2 separate regions of the Danio rerio genome follow, and region 1 is linked to region 2. A link is a contact called in public Micro-C data. All regions are on one chromosome and are shown on one strand. The core of a region is the stretch at or near the end of the contact, and the rest is flanking DNA. Distances in the headings are between cores, read along the strand shown.

The links. A called contact is a pair of places that touch in the nucleus more often than the background predicts.
Region 1: a contact with region 2 is called in a Micro-C map of caudal fin, with 16 times the contacts expected there. The contact joins the enhancer-like site here to the promoter of efnb2a in region 2. A contact is called at or near these places in 2 of 18 Hi-C or Micro-C datasets (caudal fin and an unstated tissue) and 2 of 4 datasets of contacts at active chromatin or transcription factors (caudal fin and embryo).

The regions. Positions count from the first base shown.
Region 1 is chr9:28,708,086-28,712,493 of GRCz12tu, reverse strand. The region is part of intron 2 of LOC141376140 (a long non-coding RNA gene); the gene reads left to right. It also overlaps a transcript of LOC141376138 not described here. Among named protein-coding and RNA genes, the nearest start is that of gtpbp8, 290 kb to the left of the region's middle. Within about 2 kb of position 2,118, at least 10 of the 62 cell types and tissues checked have an H3K27ac peak or open chromatin away from gene starts, as enhancers often do.
Region 2 is chr9:27,729,370-27,733,826 of GRCz12tu, reverse strand. efnb2a (ephrin-B2a) reads right to left here and starts at 2,287. Exons shown (of 5, transcript NM_131023.1): 1 at 2,175-2,287. The coding sequence starts at 2,287.

The DNA.
Region 1 (4,408 bases), core at 869-3,368, 980 kb before region 2:
TAAAACAGCAGTGGCTGATGAGGGCAAATGCCAGCAGCTTAACCTTGGCAGAGCCCATGCCAACTCTATAATATCCACACAAAACTTTAGCAGAATTACTTTTTTATTGCTGAAAAGAAAAGAGATGAAAAAAAAAAGAAGCATTATACACATGTATTTCATATGCATTACATATCATTTACATTAAATAAAATTAAAAACTGGAGAAATTAAATAAGCAAAACACAGAAACCAAACAGATCTTTTTTTTACTGACCAGACCAAATTAAACATATACAAGCAATTTTATATACAGTAAATCATATTAAATGCCAGTAAAAAACAGAATGTGTGAAACTTCCGATTACAAATAAAAAAGTCAACTTACTGTATATTCCTCTGAATATATATAACTCCTAAATATATTTAGAAAGTAACGACATATTATTGTAAATTATTTAAAATTCCATAACCTCCTATTTCATTTATAATTTTATACATAGTATTTAAATAGACCATGAAACAGACTATAGACTAGATATAACGTTTCTATTTTAACTGCGTTTATTTTACACTAGAAAAAAAAAAAATGATTGATTGGATTTACTTTTCTTTTTTAAGTTAAGTGGTTGCAAATAATTTAAACTAGCTGAATTTAAACAAACAATTTAAGTTGAACATTACTAAATTTAATTTGTTTAAATTCAGCCCATGTGAATTGTTTGAAACCACTTACCCCCCAAAAAATAGTAAATACCACACCTTAAAAAATGTAAGGTTCCACACAATTAATTAATGTTGTCCCAACACAAATCGATTAAGTACTTTTAACATATTTATGTGGATTGAAAAAAATAATAATAATAATAAGTTGTCCCAATGAAATCTCAAAAATTGGGTTGTTTCACATAATTTTAATTCAAAAATATATTTTTTGAGTGTATAAATCTTTTTTTTTTTATTGTAGCTGCCTTTCCTTAACAACATTTTCATAAGTACAGTGACTGAAACTAAATCCATTTGTCAATTCAAATAATATAGAAATTATACTAACATACACTACAAACATAGTAATACATTTAAAAAATTCTAAAACTTTCAAATGAAATTTTTAAAATATTTAACAAATTATGTTTAACAGAGCAAAAAAAAAAAAAAAAAATCACAGTATGTCTGATAATATTTTTTTTTTTCTGGAGAAAGTCTTATTTGTTTTATTTTGACTAGAAAAAAAAAAAAAAAACTGTTTTTAACTTTTAAAAAAAACATTTTAGGGACAAAATTATTAGCCCCTTTAATCTAATTTCTTTTTCGACAGTCTACAAAACAAACCATCATTATACAATAACTGCCTAATTGCACTATCTTGCCCAGTGAACCTAATTAATCTAGTTAAGTATTTAAAAGTCACTTAAGGCTGTATAAAAAGTCACGTCTTGAAAAATATCTAGTAAAATATTATTTACTGTCATCATGATATAATAAATCAGTTATTAGAAATGAGTTATTAAAACTATTATGTTTAGAAATGTGCTGAAAAAAATCTTCCCTCCGTTAAACAGAAATTGGAAAAAAAAAACAAAAAAAAAAAACAGGGGGCTAATATTTCAGGGGGGGGCTAATAATTCTGACTTCAACTGTACATCTAACTAAATGCAACAAATATTTGTGTGATAAATATTTTTACTAAATCCATTATACTGTATGCCAATTATAAATTGCTATAAAATAAAGTTCATTATATTTCAAAAAAACAAAAAAAATAGCATTCATTATCCTGTAAAATGATGTTGACATGACCTCCAAACAGAAAAATGCTGATATTTCAGATTTGTATTGTTTTATTTAAATAATATCACATGGCGTGACTTTTTTATGCTCTTGCTCTCGATTTTTGAAATATTGAAAAAGAAGATGATGCGGGTTACAGAGCTCGTCATGGACATTTAATCAGGACTACATACTCTGACATGAAGGTTGATTGCTGTGCAAGCGGAGGGCAGTATTGTGTACGTGTGTGTGTGTGTGTGTGTGTGTGTGTGTAAGCAGCATGGTAATAATCTCATAGCTGCATCATCTGCCAGGGCCTTTTAGATCCATTTCCCTTCGGCCTGGAATAGCAACAGGGCAACAGCTGGTGTAGATGAACACAGGCGGGGAGTGGGGGTGTTCCAGTTTTTTTTTCTTCTTTTCTTTTCCTACCCCTTCGAATTAATCCTGACATTCTGACCCTTGCCGAAATTCTTGGTCCCATGTTGTGGTCTGCGGCTGGGATTGAGACGCATGAAATTACAACAAGAAAGCGGGATAATGCGGCCCGTGCCAATCAGCTTCTACCCCCAAAAACACGCGGTCAATCTGGATTGTCCCAAACTCTTCTGACAGGAGGAGAAGTTCAAAGTTCATTACCGTACAAAATGTGTGCCTTTTTGGTAATAAAGTAAAGGCGCAATCAAGGGATTGCAAATAGGTTTAAAATGACTGTGGTAAAGATGCTCAATAAGACAAAGTGAAGTTTCGTGCAGAAATACAACCACAGAAAACTGAAAATAGTTTATTTATTTTTTATTTTTTTTTATGTCTCAACCTATAGATTTTTATTTGAAATTTTAAATAGAGAATTCAGACTATACGCTGGAATTTTCAGGTTTGATAAAACTTTTGCTGCATTGTTTTACCAAGCTGATTATTATTACACTGTAAAACCTACCCAAAAGTTACCTTTATTGAATGAAATGAGTGTACTGTAGTTAACTTAAAATTTACTGAAAGTTAATTCAACTCATTTGAAAAGAGTTTTGAACTCAGTGTTGAAGGTAATGACTTAAGAGTTAAATACCTCCTTACTTCAACATACAGTAAATGGAGTAAGTTCACAGTACTCATATACATTTTGCATTTATTTTTTATTTTTTTCAATCAAATGGTTTTAGCAATCGGTTTCCTCAAATGGTTTTCCTCACTTTTTGGGTTTTACAGTACTCAGTTGGTTTGAGTATTCTTCATTCGGCTTTACTGTGTTCAAATTGCTTCATTTACTCAAATGGATTAAGTTCACAGTACTCATTAGGATTAGTTTTTGAACTTAAATGGTTTATTGCAATTGGTTTCCCTCAAATGGTTTGAGTTACTTTAACTTTTTGGGTTTTACAGTGTAAAGTTAAACATCTAAATAAAATGTTTGTTAATCAATTAATTATTGAAATATTAAAAAACACATTTCAGCCAAAGTGAGCAAAAATGTGTTTTTTTTTTTCAAGTTTTAAGAATATGTAAAGAGACATGTTAAAATGCAATGCAAATAACACAATTTAAAGCATTTATGTAAAAATATATGTTAAAAACTACAATTGAAATTAGACTTTTTTTCACATATTTCTCAAATGATGTTTAACACAGCAAGGAAATTTTCAAAAGTATGTCTGATAATATTTTTTTCTTTTGAAGAAAGTCTTATTTGTTTTATTTCAGCTAAAATAAAAGCAGTTTTAATTTAATTTTATTTTTTAGGGTAAATTTTTATAGCAGCTTTTATATTTTTTAGATTTTTCTACAGAGCAAACCATCATTATACAATAACTCACCTAATTAACCTAACATGCCTAGTAAGCCTAATTAACCTGGTTAGGCCTTTAAATGTCACTTTAAGCTGTATAGAAGTGTCTTAAAAATATCAAGTAAAATATTATTTACTGTCATAATGGCATAGATAAAAGAAATCAGTTATTAAAAATTAGTTATAAAAACTATTTAGAACTGTTTAGAAATGTGCTGAAAAAAATCTTCACTCTATTAAACAGAAATTGAGGAAAAAATAAGCAGGGGGGGGAATAATTCACTGGGGGCTAATAAATCTGACTTCATTTTATATACATCCATTTTATGTTAAATCCAGCTAAAGTCTTTAATACTGTATTTAAAATAGCATTTGTGGGAGAAAAAAATCAAGAAAGGGAAAATTGTTGATAATTCATTGTCATTTACCATAAAATATTTATGTGTGTAAAATGAGTGTTTTCTCTAAATTATTAAATTGCATTAAATATTAGATTTTATTATAGTTTATTATTTTCCCAGAGATGGGTTGCGGCTGGAAGGGCATCCGTTGCGTAAAAAAAACGTGCTGGATAAGTTGGCGGTTCATTCCGCTGTGGCGACCCCAGATTAATAAAGGGACTAAGCCGACAAGAAAATGAATGAATGAATGAATAGTTTATTATCTAAAAACTTCAAATAAAATGCAATCACTAGTGACATGCCATCAAAATTATATCAATATGTCAGGATATAGTATAATATAATAAGTGATATTGCCTGCATTTTTATCAAAAACCTTTATTCTGAATGCTAGACTGGCTCTTGAGACCCTGCTGTTCAGATAAGCTGTGTTTTATTGTAACCCTGAACATATCCTTATTGAAGACCCCCT
Region 2 (4,457 bases), core at 1,038-3,537:
CTTTGTAAACTAATTACATAGCATTACACAGTACTTAGTCTACTATATAATTACCCAGAGACATAAATGCTAATGTAAAGTGTAACGAACTTGGCATACTTAACTAATATATATATATATATATATATATATATATATATATATATATATATATATATATATATATATAGGGAATAATCTAAATTACTTCCACACTTTTTATTGATGTATTTTCTTAACAGCTCAAACTGGATAAGACATTTTGTTTAACGGTTTTTCAATAGTGTGCAAAGTAATAATAATCTTTAAAAAAAAATTGTTGTTATGCTACAAAAAGGTATAGTACTCTAGAAAAGTTGTTTTTAAATATGTGATAAACTGTACATATATTAAAACTCAGTAATAAATAAATGTAAATAATGTCTAAGACTTTTTTATGACTTTTAATCAGTCATCCACATTGATCAAAGTGGCATATTGAAAGATGATTAAAACATTAGTAGTTTTAATTATTAAAGTTCACTAGACTACATTAAAAAACCTAAAAGAATAATTGTAGAGCAATGAAAAAGTAGGTTAAGTGGAGTGGGCCGGTGGTCACGAGCACATTCAGCAAAACTGAATCTAACACGTCATCCATTTATTTATTTATTTATTTAATTTCTGGCCTTCACGACTAAATTTCCAACAAATTCAGTGAGAACAACGCATATTTCTAAAGTAAAATTTTAAAAATAATATGCAAGGTAGAATAATTTAGACCTAGGCAATTGTTGCAATTGGCTATTTTTATTATTAGCTGTTTTTATTTATTTATTTTATTAAGTTCAATCAATTATTCAACAAATAAATACATAATCTAGCAAATCTTAACTGAAGAGACTTGAGTTCCTCTAACATAAGCAACTGCAGCGCATTCTGTGAAGAGCAAAGCCTTTTAGATCAATTACACTCTTATTAATTAACGTGCTTAAGGACGCTCGCGACGGCGCCGAAGGACCACAGAAGCCGCTCCACTACCTGTACGTAAAAAGACTGCGATTATCAGCACAGGACACCTGTTATGCGGACTATCTGCACCCTTGCCCCGTACGTGCAGGGGTAAAAGAAAGGTTTCTTTCTCTGTATGAAAAAAACGGGCCGAGAGCGAAAGTTGAATTATTAAACGAGCACAGATAGAGTTTCTGCAAGAAGCGCTCCAGACTCCCGCGCGGGCACGAGACCCCTTCGGATTTCAGCGTTACTTGATGTTTCCATGTTTTAATGCATGATTCAGCGCCGATGTGCTTCGCTTGTGCTCATCTTTACATTTTCACTACTGACTTTACAGTCACTGGGGAAACAGAGACGCCTTTTGGATGCGACTGCTTTTAATGTTTAGGGAAAAAATGTTGTTTAGGAGATTAATCAAAATTTAAAGGGAAATGTATGCTACACACGATTACTCTAATACCTAGGATTGTTAATCACGCCTGAAAACTAGAATAAACAGGAGGCATATTAAACAGACAGCGAAGCTAAATAAAAATCTTACATATCTAAAACCTGTTCCAGTGTCTGATATTCTGCCTCAGGGGTGTGATTGGCGAGTCACACAAACACTTCTGAGGTAAGTTAACGAAAAGGACTTTGGGCCTAACCTTACGCCGCCCAAATAAATATGACTGTTGGACATTCAACCAACATTTGTACAATTAGCGTTTCATATTTGCCTATATAACCATGAAAGTCAATTTTAATAAATGCCTTCAATTGTTTTGTCGCCATTATTCCGTGTCATGATCATGAAACAACTGCACCAACAAACCCTCTCGAGTTGTCTGGAGGTCCTGTGCGGCCATTCAAAACTATTATTATTAACATCACTATTACATATTTCTGCCTTAAATTTAATAGTTAGTACGAGAACCTATTGATAACTGCGAAAGGAGGCTTGATTATTAATCATAAACTCCTGAACATCTGTGACTGGAAACAACGCGTCACTCGCCTCCATCCACATCAACTGCTAACGCTAATCATTTTTATTTACAGTAATGCTAAATGAACGAGTTGTCGCCATACAAACTCATTTATCCTGCTTGAGTGTACACTATTTCACCGACATCGCCCTCTTTCAGAGTCTAAATGTCGCTCTAAAGCAGTGGGAGAGGGTTAGATGTGACTGACGGAGCTTTGCCGCCTCGCGCACTTACTTGGTGTTCGTGGTGTTCCAGTATATGGAGTCCAGGATGAGCGCGCGGGACAGGTTCACCTTGCACGCGATCACTAAAACTCCAAAGTAATATCTCCACAAAGAGTCGCCCATGGTCCGTCACGACCGTTACGGTCAAATTCCGTTTCGCGGGAATTTCTAATTTGAAAAAAAAAAGGTCTTGTGGAGTGCTGGCTGTGACAATCCAAACTCAATATCCCCGTTCCTGGAGAGAAAGTATAAAAAATGCTGAATAGGAGCCCGGTTAGAAATGAACCATCCAGGTGGGAAGAGCTACTCCTCTATTAGTCCTGCTCGAGATGAGAGAGAGCAGCACCGCGGACAGCATGCAGTTTCTCATTCGGTAAAATAGCCTGTACGACAGACTGAGTGAAGCCCTCTCCGTTCAACCGGCCGTGGGCAGCACGTACATTCCTCACAGGAAGGCGACCCTTGTCGTCGCCGCCGTGGTACTTGATGTCCGTGGAGACATGAAGTTAATCCCTCGGTGTGGATAACAAGCCAAGCAGGTACCAATTCCAAATGCGAGGTATTCCGAATAGGCAAACGAGGGGGTACAGGACACACCGGAGTTTCCAAAATGAATGGAAAAAGATGAACAAGAATGAAACAACTGTAGCCTATTGGAATGGAGCGAAATAATAAGAATGGCTAATGGTTGAAAATAAAAATAAAATAAAAATGAAGCGATGAAGTCAAATGAAAGTTCTCATTGGTCGCCGTGGAACCCGCACAGTAGCAGAGAACAGCTGCGGCTCGAACCCTGCAGGTCCGGATTGAAATGCTGTGCGCGTGAATTGCGGGACTGCTCCGTTCTCTGCGCGAGTCTGTACTGCAAGTAGCTGCGAGCGTCTACCACGCGGAATATTTGTCAGAGCGAGTTTTTCGCTCGCTCCTCCCACCTGCTCTCTCATTGGATAGGTTTGGTCGAGGAGAGAAACCTGTCAATCAAGCGGTCGCACGGCGACTGGTCGAGCAATGAGAGAATATATCGGACTTCAGGTCGCCAACCCAGTTTTCAGTTCCCGGGGATTAATGACATTTAAGCATTTCAAAGAGAACTCGTGGTAGAATATGTGTTTCAGAAACACCAATAACTACTAGGTACTAGAGAGTACACAATATTGCCTACTACCTACATTCATTGTGCATTAGATTTGTAATCAATTTGTTTTCTTTATTTTATCATACTTTATTAAAAAATAATTATTTGGTTATATGTGTTACTATGCATATGCAAAGGTAGATTCCATATCCCGCCTGGCCAATAATCCTAAAATAAAGGCATTTATTTAGGTTGAGGTCGACAGAAAGCGCCTGCTGAAGGCGTGAGGGATTCATTCAGCAGTCAACAGCGCCCACTAGCGGTCATGAACAACCAAACTCATGCTTTCAAGTAAGTACATTTGACTTTTCAACTTATTTAAACGCTTTATAGATATAAATAGATAAAATAATAATTACAGCAATTTAAAACCACATTTGTATTGTTCAATATTTAATATTTGACCAAATGTCACAATTATTTACTTCATTTTGTTCAGAGAAAATTAGGATAAAGGCCTTAGGCAACAAAGTTGCTGTGTGGTCCAGTGTCAAAGTATATTTATTATGTTTATATTTACAGTATTTTTTTAAATCAAACACATTTTTATATTTAAATTTAATCAAAATAAGTAAAATATAAAATTAGCCTATATGTATGATAGCAAATCAGGTAATACAAATATGTATATAAACAAAAACTAATACAGTATGCTATAAATTGTTTTATATTATGAACTAAGTATATTAGATATTATTATAAACATATTTAAGTATTTGTAAAAAAAATTTGATATCCTAAATATGGGATAATTGTTGTAGTCTTATGCAATTATATTTAAAACTGCTTTTTAAACGTCTTTTATGCACTATATTAATGACTATTTATATTGTAGTCTATAATATTATAATTATAATAAGCAAGTTGTTAAACGCCATAATTAAACAACTTAATGAAATGCATGTATACGCCATGTCCGGCTTTAAGGAAACAGCACGTCTAAAACTAAATTAGAAAGCAAGTGTGAAGGAAAGCCGGTGTGAAAGCATTCACACTTTCTAAAGGCTGTAATTGAATCAGCGTATATTCACTGATATCGGTGTGTATTGTTGTGTTGCTTTAAGAGACCATCAAACGAGCAGATTCCACATATCGAAGCCATAATTAACACACTACACATGCTGAATACACTGACTGAAGCATTACTGTGCGTTAATG